Linked DNA regions of Mus musculus: region 2 is linked to region 1. Evidence: chromatin contacts called from public promoter capture Hi-C data. All regions are on one chromosome and are shown on one strand. The core of a region is the stretch at or near the end of the contact, and the rest is flanking DNA. Distances in the headings are between cores, read along the strand shown. Region 1 has its middle 5.0 kb from the start of Bcl9l. Region 2 overlaps Tmprss4 (transmembrane protease, serine 4).

Region 1 (4,577 bases), core at 1,281-3,780:
GAAAACTTTTAGGTAGTGATGTAGTTTGCCTAGCAGACTCAAGACCCCGGATTCCATCCCGGGACCAGGGGACAAAAAAAAAAAAAGACACCCAACTTCTTATAGTCGTTCTGAAGGTTAGAGTAGGTGAAACATACAGTGAGCTTGCAGGGGTTCGGCAGACATGAGAGGTGCTTGGCTTTATTGTTAATCTGAGCTCCTCGCAGGAGGTTTATCCTGGGGCATTGGCCTAAGGTAGAGAGTTTAGGGCTTGGAGTAAGAACCCATCCAGGTCTTCAGACTCTAATGCCCTTCCAGAATCACCTTGCTGTTGTATTTTGAGGCAGACCAGGCTGGCCTTGAACTCACAGAGCTTTGCTTGCCTCCTTGTTTTGGGATTAAGTCATGAGGTACCACAGCTGACAAGACAAACCTTGTTGCCTCAGTTTCCCCACTGTTGGTGCTGATCGATACTGTGATTGCAAGTTTTGTAGTTGCCCTGGACCTAGAGAAGGACTTGAGTTTCCAAGGACCCGCCCCCCATTCCTTTGTCCTTGCCCTTCATTTCTGCCCCCCCCCCCCCCCAACGCCGTCCCCCATCTGCTTGCTTGACTTAGTTTTGGAGCCTTCCACCATCCTTCTAACACTGCCCCCTGCTCTGTTCTGTCACCAGACCAGAGGAAACTGTCCTCAAATGGCTCCAATGGCCTTCCTGGTCTAGGAGTCAGGGGCCTTCCTTGGGAAGAAATAGGCAGTGTGGGGCTGTGAGGGCGATGGTAGTGGTCACACCTGCTTCAGGTCGTAGGGTACCGTCTTGAACATTTTCTGGCTATGGAAGGGCAGTGCCTGAGAGATGAGCTAAGCACACCCAGCATGTCAGCACCCCTGGGATCCAGTGGGGTACCCCTGGAATCCTTCCCTACCTACGAGCGAGCGAGCGTTGAAGAAAGTCCAGTGTGTCTCAGGGCAGGGGTCCATGTGAGCCACTGGGACTCACAAAGGTCCTGAGCTAGGACTGGGATCGTAGGGATGGAGTGCGGGAACTTCTGGGTGAGGGACCACGAGGTAGATGGTAGGGCCGGGTTGCCTACAAGAAGGAAGAATCTATGTCGGCAGGTCATTAGGATCTTCTGTGGATTACGGAGTAACAGGGTCCTGGGTCTGAGGCCTGGGCTGGGCTACCAGGTACCTTCCATTGTCTTGGCCTAGGGGGGATGGGCTAGAGGCTGAAGCTGTGCTGCCCACCACCTCCTGGGACAGAGAGAACTTCCTCTTTTCTATGGGCTCGGGAGGCGAGAGAGCTCACGAGAGCTCATGTGCCTGCACCATGGTGCTTAGCTGTTAAGCTGGCCGTGCCTCCTGTGCCCAGCCTCTGGGCCTGCCTGTTCCTTGGGCAGGCTGGGGCTATTTTTGGGATTGGGCTGGGGCTCTGGGGCCGGTTTCAGATGTTCCAACGTGAACAGGAGAAAGCAGGGACAGATGGCTAGAGGGTTCTGATCAGTGGGTCCTGCTGGGAACAGGGTTATTTTTAGGACCTTATTAACCCTTTGGGGCTCTGTGGGGCCACCCTGAGAGGTATTGCCCTTTCTGGTTGAGAAAAGAGCAGGGCTTCGTCCTCAGGCTTCCCCTCTAGTTCTGTGTATCAGCTGCCCTTTCTATCTAAGACCTTCTCTTTAGAGAGTACCATGGCTCCACACTGCATGTGTTTCCCAAAGGGGTCAGACTGGGGGAGGGCTGCAGATCACTGAAAGAGAAGTATCCTTCACTTACCCCCCTGGGTAAGACCTGAGGCTGAGGGAGCTTCAGATGGCTGCTCTCTGCATCCACACATTCTGGGTCGGAGACCCTCAGAGAGCTCAGGGGTGCTCAAGGATGGATGCCTGTTAGTAGAGTGAACAAGCTTCTTCACAGAGTGCAGAGAAAGCCATGCCTTCTCTGCACGGGGATGATGCCCATAAGCCCTGCTTGCCTGAATACTCACAAGGCAACTCTCTAGATGGTTCTTCTCATTACAAATGCACCTTCCTGACATGCCGCGTTCTTGGGAACTATGTCAGGAAAGAGAGGGTGCCCAAGGGATTTGGTTGAGGGCTAATGTGTCGTAGACATTTTTAGGTAGTTTCTGGTAATGACCTCACTTTGTGATTTTGCCTGTGAGGGAACCGAGGCTCAGAGGGATGAAGAGGTGGACAAGGTTCAGCAGTTTAGAAGAGGCTCCATGGGACTGGCACTCGCCCTGCCCAACTACAGATTATTCTTTTGTAACCCCATGCATGCCAGGATGCATGGTCAAGGCTACTGTAGGCAACAGAACTTGTCACGGGAAAGTTTATGGAGTGGATGTGAGAAAGGAGGCCTTAGAGCAGGGGACCCTGCTTGTCACTGCTTTCACTGTCCTGTAGGTCCTGTAAGTCCTTCTTGCCCGAGGGTGCCAGGACTGACACTAGAAACCCAGTTTGGCCTTCCTGTCTGCCCTGCAGGAGATCACAGGCACACATCCTGTCTCATCACCCCACCCCCACTAGCCCTGGCCCACAAGCCCCTGCTTCCTGGAGGGTCATGGCTGTCTGCATGTCAACGTAGACAGAGGAGCTCGTGGCTACTCAGGTGCTGCCGGTGCCAAGAGCTTGGGCCAGGCCGGCAAGGCAAGGGATGGAGGATGTGTCTGCCTCTGGCAGTACCTGGGGGAGAGAGCAGAGTGTGGCAGGCAGTCTCTGGGCGAGGTCCCACCCGTGGTGCGCTGGCTGTGCCAGTAGCCTGCCCGCACTCCACTCCTCCCACAATGGCCCCATTGTTTCCAGTAGCCAGGCAGTTTGGAGGAGGTTCCTCGGTCACCCATGCCCCCCCTAAATAGGGGCCAGATTAACCCCTTGGGAGACTCGGACCAGGTGAAGGTCCCAGGAAGCTACCTGGCTCAGTTTTCCCCTGTTGAAGGGAAGCTTGAGGTGTCATTCCTTACCCACGTGCATACAGCAGCAGGCCACCTCCTGACACTGGGGTCACCCATCAGGAAGAGGTAGCACCTAGACCCTCCCCTGCCCCCACTCTAGTACAGGTGCCAGGGGGCAGGAAGTGCCAGTAGGGTGGCAGTGCAGTCCAGATATATCTGGGCGGTGGGGCTAATTCCAGCCACCACCGTTGGCTCCGCTGGCTTCTGCACTCCTTTCCTTCCTGTGAAACCAGAGCTGGGTTGGGCCCAGCTCAGGATTTCGGTGGATTTAAAGAGGCAGCCCATCTCTGCCAGCTTGGCTTCCTTCCCCCTCCCCAGGTGGGGTCTGAGGCCTAGAGAGGCCTAGAGGCCTTTGAGCACCTCATTTGCCCTGGGCTAACCCCTGGCCCGGGCCTCAGTCAGGGTACTAGGCACTCCTCTCTCCCAGAGCCTTGGGCGGGTGGGGTGGGCGGGGGTGGGCTGTGGTTTCCTGTGTTGGCTGTTTGTGCCTGGCCCAGAGTGCCCGCTGCCTGCCTGGGCTTCCTGCCCTGTCTTGTTTCCTAGTGCTCTCCCCCCTCCCCACCCCTCTCCCTAGGGGGAGGGAGTAACTAGGGATTGGGCATCAGTCTTTTGGGGGCACCCTACTGCCAGGGCATGATTACTTCCTGAGGTCTGGACTCACTGGTAATGGCTGAAAGAGCCAAAAGAAGTGAGGTGAACTTAGGCCTGTCCTGGCAAGGCCATTTGTCCCCACAGGCTCCAGAGGGACAGTGGTCCAGCAAGAGTAGAACTAATCTCCCACAGGCATTCTGTTTAAAGATCCTGCATTGCAAAGGTCTAGGATCAGCAGACTTGACGGTCCTGCAGGGTTAGGATTGTATGACCTTACCCTGGGGCTATAGGTGGGGCAGGCTGGAAACTCCCAGGTGAAGCCTCCTAAGCAAAACTGGTTTATTTGCATGGACTCCTGGGAGGGGAGTTGTAGCTAGGAAGGGGGGCAGGACCCCACCCCACCCCCAAGCCTGGAAGTCCCCACCTAGAGGGTCCCCACTAAAATAACACCTTGGGTCCTCTCTTTGAGCTAGGTTCTGAATCCCCAACCTCCTAGCTGAGTCACCACCTCAGGGAAACTTATCTGAGTGCTACAAGGAAGCTTCTGAGATCCAGGGGACACCAGGAGAAAGGGGACTTGGGACATTGTCTTGGGAACTGAATCTCCCTCGGCCCAGAACCTGCTCCCTATGAATCCCACATTTTTTTTCTCTAGATGTCTCTGCTCACTGCACGTGAGGGACATGGCCCACCCAAGCATTTCTCACTGTTCCCGGGGTTTCCCTGGCCTCGCAGACATAGTGCATAGGTTCTCCGATGAAGTATTTATTTTACTGATGACATCATTGGCCTTGAAGTGAAATGTATTTTGGTTGTTGTCGTCACCATAGTTGTTGCATGTGTACATCTGCGTGTGTGTGTGTGTGTGTGTGTGTGTGTGTGTGATAGCATCTCACTACACAGACCTAGATGGCCCGGAATCTGGTATGTAGCCTGGGATAGCCTACAAATGAGAAAGCCAGCCTCATTTTACCTCCGGAGTTGATCGGGTTGAAGGTGTAAGCCACCACAAGCATAAATAAGAATTTATTTTGTACAAAGAATCTTCTGGAACGCA
Region 2 (4,608 bases), core at 1,089-3,588, 690 kb after region 1:
GTCTGGGCTCCTGGAACCCTGGGCAGCAGGTGGTGGTGGTGGGGAGCAGAACCTGCTGCACTGTGGCCTCCCAAACAGACCAGGATTTTGATGGAATCCTGCAGATTCTACCTCTAACCTGGTCCTTTTCAAGAGTTACTGTGTTGGCTCCAGCTGCATATGTAGCAGAGGACAGCCTTGTCATGCATCAGTGGGAGGAGAGGTCCTTGGTCCTATGAAGGCTCCCAGTGTAGGGGAATCGAGGGAGGGGAGGTGGGAGTGGGTGGGTGGGTGGAGGAACACCCTTATAGAAGCAGGGGGAGGGAGAATGTGATAGGGTGTTTCTGGTAGGGAGGGAAACCGGGAAAGGACATAATATTTGTATTGTAAATAAAGAAAATATCCAATAAAAAATTTAAACAATTTTTGATACAAAAATAAAAATAAAATAAAATAAAATAAAGAGTTATTGAGTTACTGTGTTAAGGCTCTGTCCAGCGTCCTGAATGCTAAGACGCCAGCCTTCTCCTGGAGCCTTGGCTGCTTTGTAGCAAATGTTGTTTTGAATCAGCTGTGCTCTAATGTGGGGTGGTGAGGTGAGGGCTGGAGAGCCTTCTGTGGAGCGTTAGAAGGTGGTGCTTTGGCCTGGGGAAGTGATGGAAAAGTACAAAGCTACTTTTAGGCTCTTGCCTACCAGGTAACTCACTAGGGAACATGAAGGAGCTGTGGAAGGCATGAATCTTGACAGTTCAGGGAGAGAGAAGGTCACTGTTCATTGCTCTGCCTTTGAGCAGGACAATGCATGCTGTATTAAAGAAAAAGGCAGACAGAAAATACCCCTGAGCCTGAACGTGGAATCCCAAAACCCTGGACATTTAATGAGCTGCTTGGCTAGTTCTTCCCGTTGTCTGGCTCGTGTTCCCCTGCTGCAACCTTGAGCCACTTCCCAGTGTTAGTTAGCCTCTGCAGGTCAGAATGTCCCCTCTTGCTTACCTGCTTCCATTCTGCACCTGAAGTTCCTGGCTGTTTCCTGTGACTTGAGCAACAGGGAGGTTCTGATCTGGACGGATCTCCACTGCTCTGAAAGCGGGCTGGCTGTGGTAGGAAGAGTGAACTGTGAGCTGGGGCAGAGGATGAATTACATGGCAGAAAGAGCCCCTGCTCCCAGAGGAGGGGGCACAGGTTAGTGGGGCACGGCTGGCTGGCTTTGCTGGATAGCAGGAATAGTCCCCACATCAAGGCAGGCTGCCGTGGCCTCGCTTTCCTGGGCAGGGACTCCTGGCCCAGAAGTGGAGCTCTGCAGAGGACTAGGGGCCTGCTTTCCTCACACCCAGCTCTGTCCCTGTCTCAGATGTCCCAGTATCTCGTTAGGGTCACATCAGCAGGAGCAAAGAAGCAAGGGGACCCAGATGAACTCCTGTCTCAGCACAGAGGGAACTGGAGTGTGGACATTTGGTTTTCCATATAAGGGGCCTGGAGACAGGAGAAGCCTGGATCAATTCTTATAAGAGTCTGGATGGAACTTCCTGAAACTTGGACCGCCCTCTCCCTTCCTTTCTGCTAATCCATGTTTGTCTTCTTTCAAACTCCATATTCAAGTCTTCCTCCTCCAGGAAGCCTTCCTTAACTATTCTGTTCTCTGGCTCTTTCTTCACTAAATTTTCGTCTTTTGGATTTCCCCCTTCTTCTCCAGTCTGTCCTCTCAGGTCAAGCTTTGCATAGATATCTGGGGTCAATTCATGTCCCTGGCTGGCTAGTCCACACTCAGATAGGACTGCAAACACTTTCTTGATGAACTAGGTGCTGGAGCTGGGATGACCAGAGTCTGTCTACAGAGCTCCCAAGACTTAAGTTCCAATATGCCGGATTTGACACCAGTTTGGTGTGTGACCATGGGCAAGTCATGTTTGTCCTATGTGTCTCCCCAAGTCCCAATTTTCTCCATAAAATGATGCATGAGCCAGGTGGTCCCTGACTCCTACACTGGACCACCTATGGCTTTGCATTCCTAGGTCAGAAAAGTTTCCTTCCAATCCAGGTAGGAAAGAAAGCAGAGAGATTTGAGCAGAGAGTTCTGACCCAGAAGGAGAGAGGAGGCTGTCAGTAAACACGCCCAGCAAAGCTAACCTGGGCAGTGATGTAATGAACTTTGATATCCTAGAGCTGAAGAAAGAGGCCAAGTGGTGCTGACTGGTGCTTCAGTGCTTTCTAGAAGTGTAGGAAATCTGGGAGTCTACCACTTTAAGAACCTCAGGAAACTCCGGGTTTCATAACTGAGACAGCCTGCTGCATCTGGTCCAGCTGACGCTGCAGTGGGCTGGACTGCAGTGGGGGAGGGGATGGCTGCAGGGGAAGTAGAGGACAGCAGGTACTGGGCATGCTGTCCTTGGAAATGAGGTGACAGGTGTCCCTTTTCTAGACAGTGCTGGGAGTTCTCCTCCTCTGGAGGGAAGAGAGCAGGACCTTTACAAAGAAGGGTCAGAGGGACAGAGGTCATATGGATTCATTCTGGCTGCCCAGAACATCTACTGTACAAAACCTTGAGGCTGCTTTAGGGATCTATGGGGAGAACTGTGATCGACAGGCAATGTCTGTCTGAGGCAGACTGCTAGGGAGAGTGTGACCCCTGCCTGCAGCAGATCACCTGGGCTCCTTTCAGGTAGGCTCCTCGAGGGATCAATTCTCACTCTCCTTTCCTTCGCTGGTGAAGCCTTGTGAGTAGAGAGAATTCGATGTACAAACAGACCACTATGAGAACTCATGGTGTCCAGGAATGGGTTAAAGCAGGTACAGATTCTAACCTCTACCTCCCAGCTTCTGCCTGAGCAAGCTGCTTCTTCTCTGAGAGCCCGCTTCTAACACAGATTTAATAATAACCATGCTTTGAGCTGTCTGCCAAGATCAAATGAATATAACTATATGTAATGCTAATTACCCTTCACATACCTTCCTACCACTCCTGCTTCGCACTTCCATGAGAGAACTGGGCCTCTGGTGATGGCCCCAACAGAACCAGGCTAGTCCTTGCTATTTTTGTTTTCAAGTGCAGAGAACAGAACTCAGGGCTTTGCACGTGCTAGGTAAGTGCTCTACCCCCAGAGCTACACCCCCAGCCTTCCTGCCTGCTAAATTTTAACCTAGATGACTTTGCATATGAAATGTTTTTTGTGTGTGTTATGGTTGGGGAAGACTTCTCACGAAAGGGCAAAGGAGAGGAAGTTGGGGAGAAAAGAAAACTCTTATAAGATTGACATTAGTAACTCTGAGGAAACTGACGCTGGGGAATTATCTCTATGCTCTTTGTTAATGAAAGTGCTGGGATTCAAACGTGGTTCTTTATAAATCCTGTGTCTGTGTTTTTAGGGAAAGGAAATAGGAAATAAAGGAGGGAGGGAGGGAAGGAAGAAGAGAGGCAGGCAGGCACAAAGGAAGGAAGGATGGAAGGAAGGAAGGAAGGAAGGACGGCAGGCAGAGAGGTTGCTGGCGTGAGGTGACAGCTTCCTATGGCCCCGATTGAGTACCTGTCATAGCCCATCTGTCTGCAGGCTGTCTTGGCCAGTGCTTCTGTGAAGTTGTCGAAACAGACTGAGGCCCAGGTCCCTGTGGCTGCATCCAGCACCTGCAGGGTGGATCTGTCCTTGGAGAGCCGGACTAGGAGGGAAGGCGCCTGGGTCAGCTGGAGGGTAGGGCCACTTTATCCAAGACCCTTGGAACATGTCATGAGACCAGCCCCCTCCCTTGCCGCTGCTCCCCAACCCAGAACTGAGGACATGTTCAACCTCAAGGGAAGTTCTTCCAGTTGACTAGAGCCTAATTTGGATGGCAGCTACGGGAAAACTTGACCAGCTGCCCAGGGACAACGACTGACAGCCTCTCTTTCTGCTCAGATAAGTATCAGCTTCGATGACCACTGACAAAATTGCTTTACCATGGCCTACACAGCTCCCCTGGTTTGGGGAAGCATCTCAGCCAGGGACCTGGTAGCTTCTCTATGAAAGGTCAGAAAAGAATTGGAGTGAAAACCTCTGTTGGTGTATTGGTATGAGGATGGCAGGCACCCACAGGCATTTGACTTTACTAGTTAAGAGCCAATGCCTGGGACATCACTCAGCCCTGCCCCTCAAAGGATCTTATAACTATCTTCTGGGCTAAGTGTTAGTGGGTCAATCCAAGCTGGAGGAGCCCAGCTTTTATGCTTGAGACACTTGCTCTTCAGTCACCTCCCTCTGTCCTGTTCTCTAGTATGTCCATGAACAGAAGGGTGGCTGGCTGGCTAAATGACACGGTGACAACCTTTCTAGTCTCCTGGAGTTATCAAAGAGGAACCTTCAAGGTCGTGCACTCTAGAAAGGCGGCAACAACCAGCATAGTATCAGCAATGCTCCCTTGTCCCCTGGGGACCATTAAACCCTTCCCGAGAGAGAAGGACTTCCTGTCCAGTGCTGGGATCTAATGGTAGATGTGTCATGGCCCTGCTCTTGGGGACCTTTTCTACCAGGGCTAGACAATGACAAAGAAGAGGGGCAGAGACCACATCTGAGCAGACATCCCCCACTGCCCCTGCCCTTCAGTCCCTGGACTCACCTGCCACTCCGGGCTTTTCAGGGAAGTCCTTGACACAGTGTTCCT

Evidence for each region. Promoter capture Hi-C pulls out the DNA fragments that hold promoters and counts their contacts.
Region 2: a promoter capture Hi-C map of pre-B cells shows a contact between it and region 1, with 2.7 times the contacts expected there. The contact joins two enhancer-like sites. A contact is called at or near these places in 1 of 39 promoter capture datasets (pre-B cells) and 1 of 115 datasets of contacts at active chromatin or transcription factors (pancreatic cancer cells).

Annotation. Positions count from the first base shown.
Region 1 is chr9:44,491,836-44,496,412 of GRCm38.p6, forward strand. It overlaps a transcript of Bcl9l not described here. Among named protein-coding and RNA genes, the nearest start is that of Bcl9l, 5.0 kb to the right of the region's middle. Within about 2 kb of position 2,531, at least 151 of the 459 cell types and tissues checked have an H3K27ac peak or open chromatin away from gene starts, as enhancers often do. A contact at or near this core is called in pre-B cells, where this site is marked.
Region 2 is chr9:45,179,678-45,184,285 of GRCm38.p6, forward strand. Tmprss4 (transmembrane protease, serine 4) reads right to left here. Exons shown (of 13, transcript NM_145403.3): 4 at 4,564-4,608; 5 at 3,501-3,630; 6 at 973-1,074. Among named protein-coding and RNA genes, the nearest start is that of Gm39327, 13 kb to the left of the region's middle. Within about 2 kb of position 2,339, at least 39 of the 459 cell types and tissues checked have an H3K27ac peak or open chromatin away from gene starts, as enhancers often do. A contact at or near this core is called in pre-B cells, where this site is marked.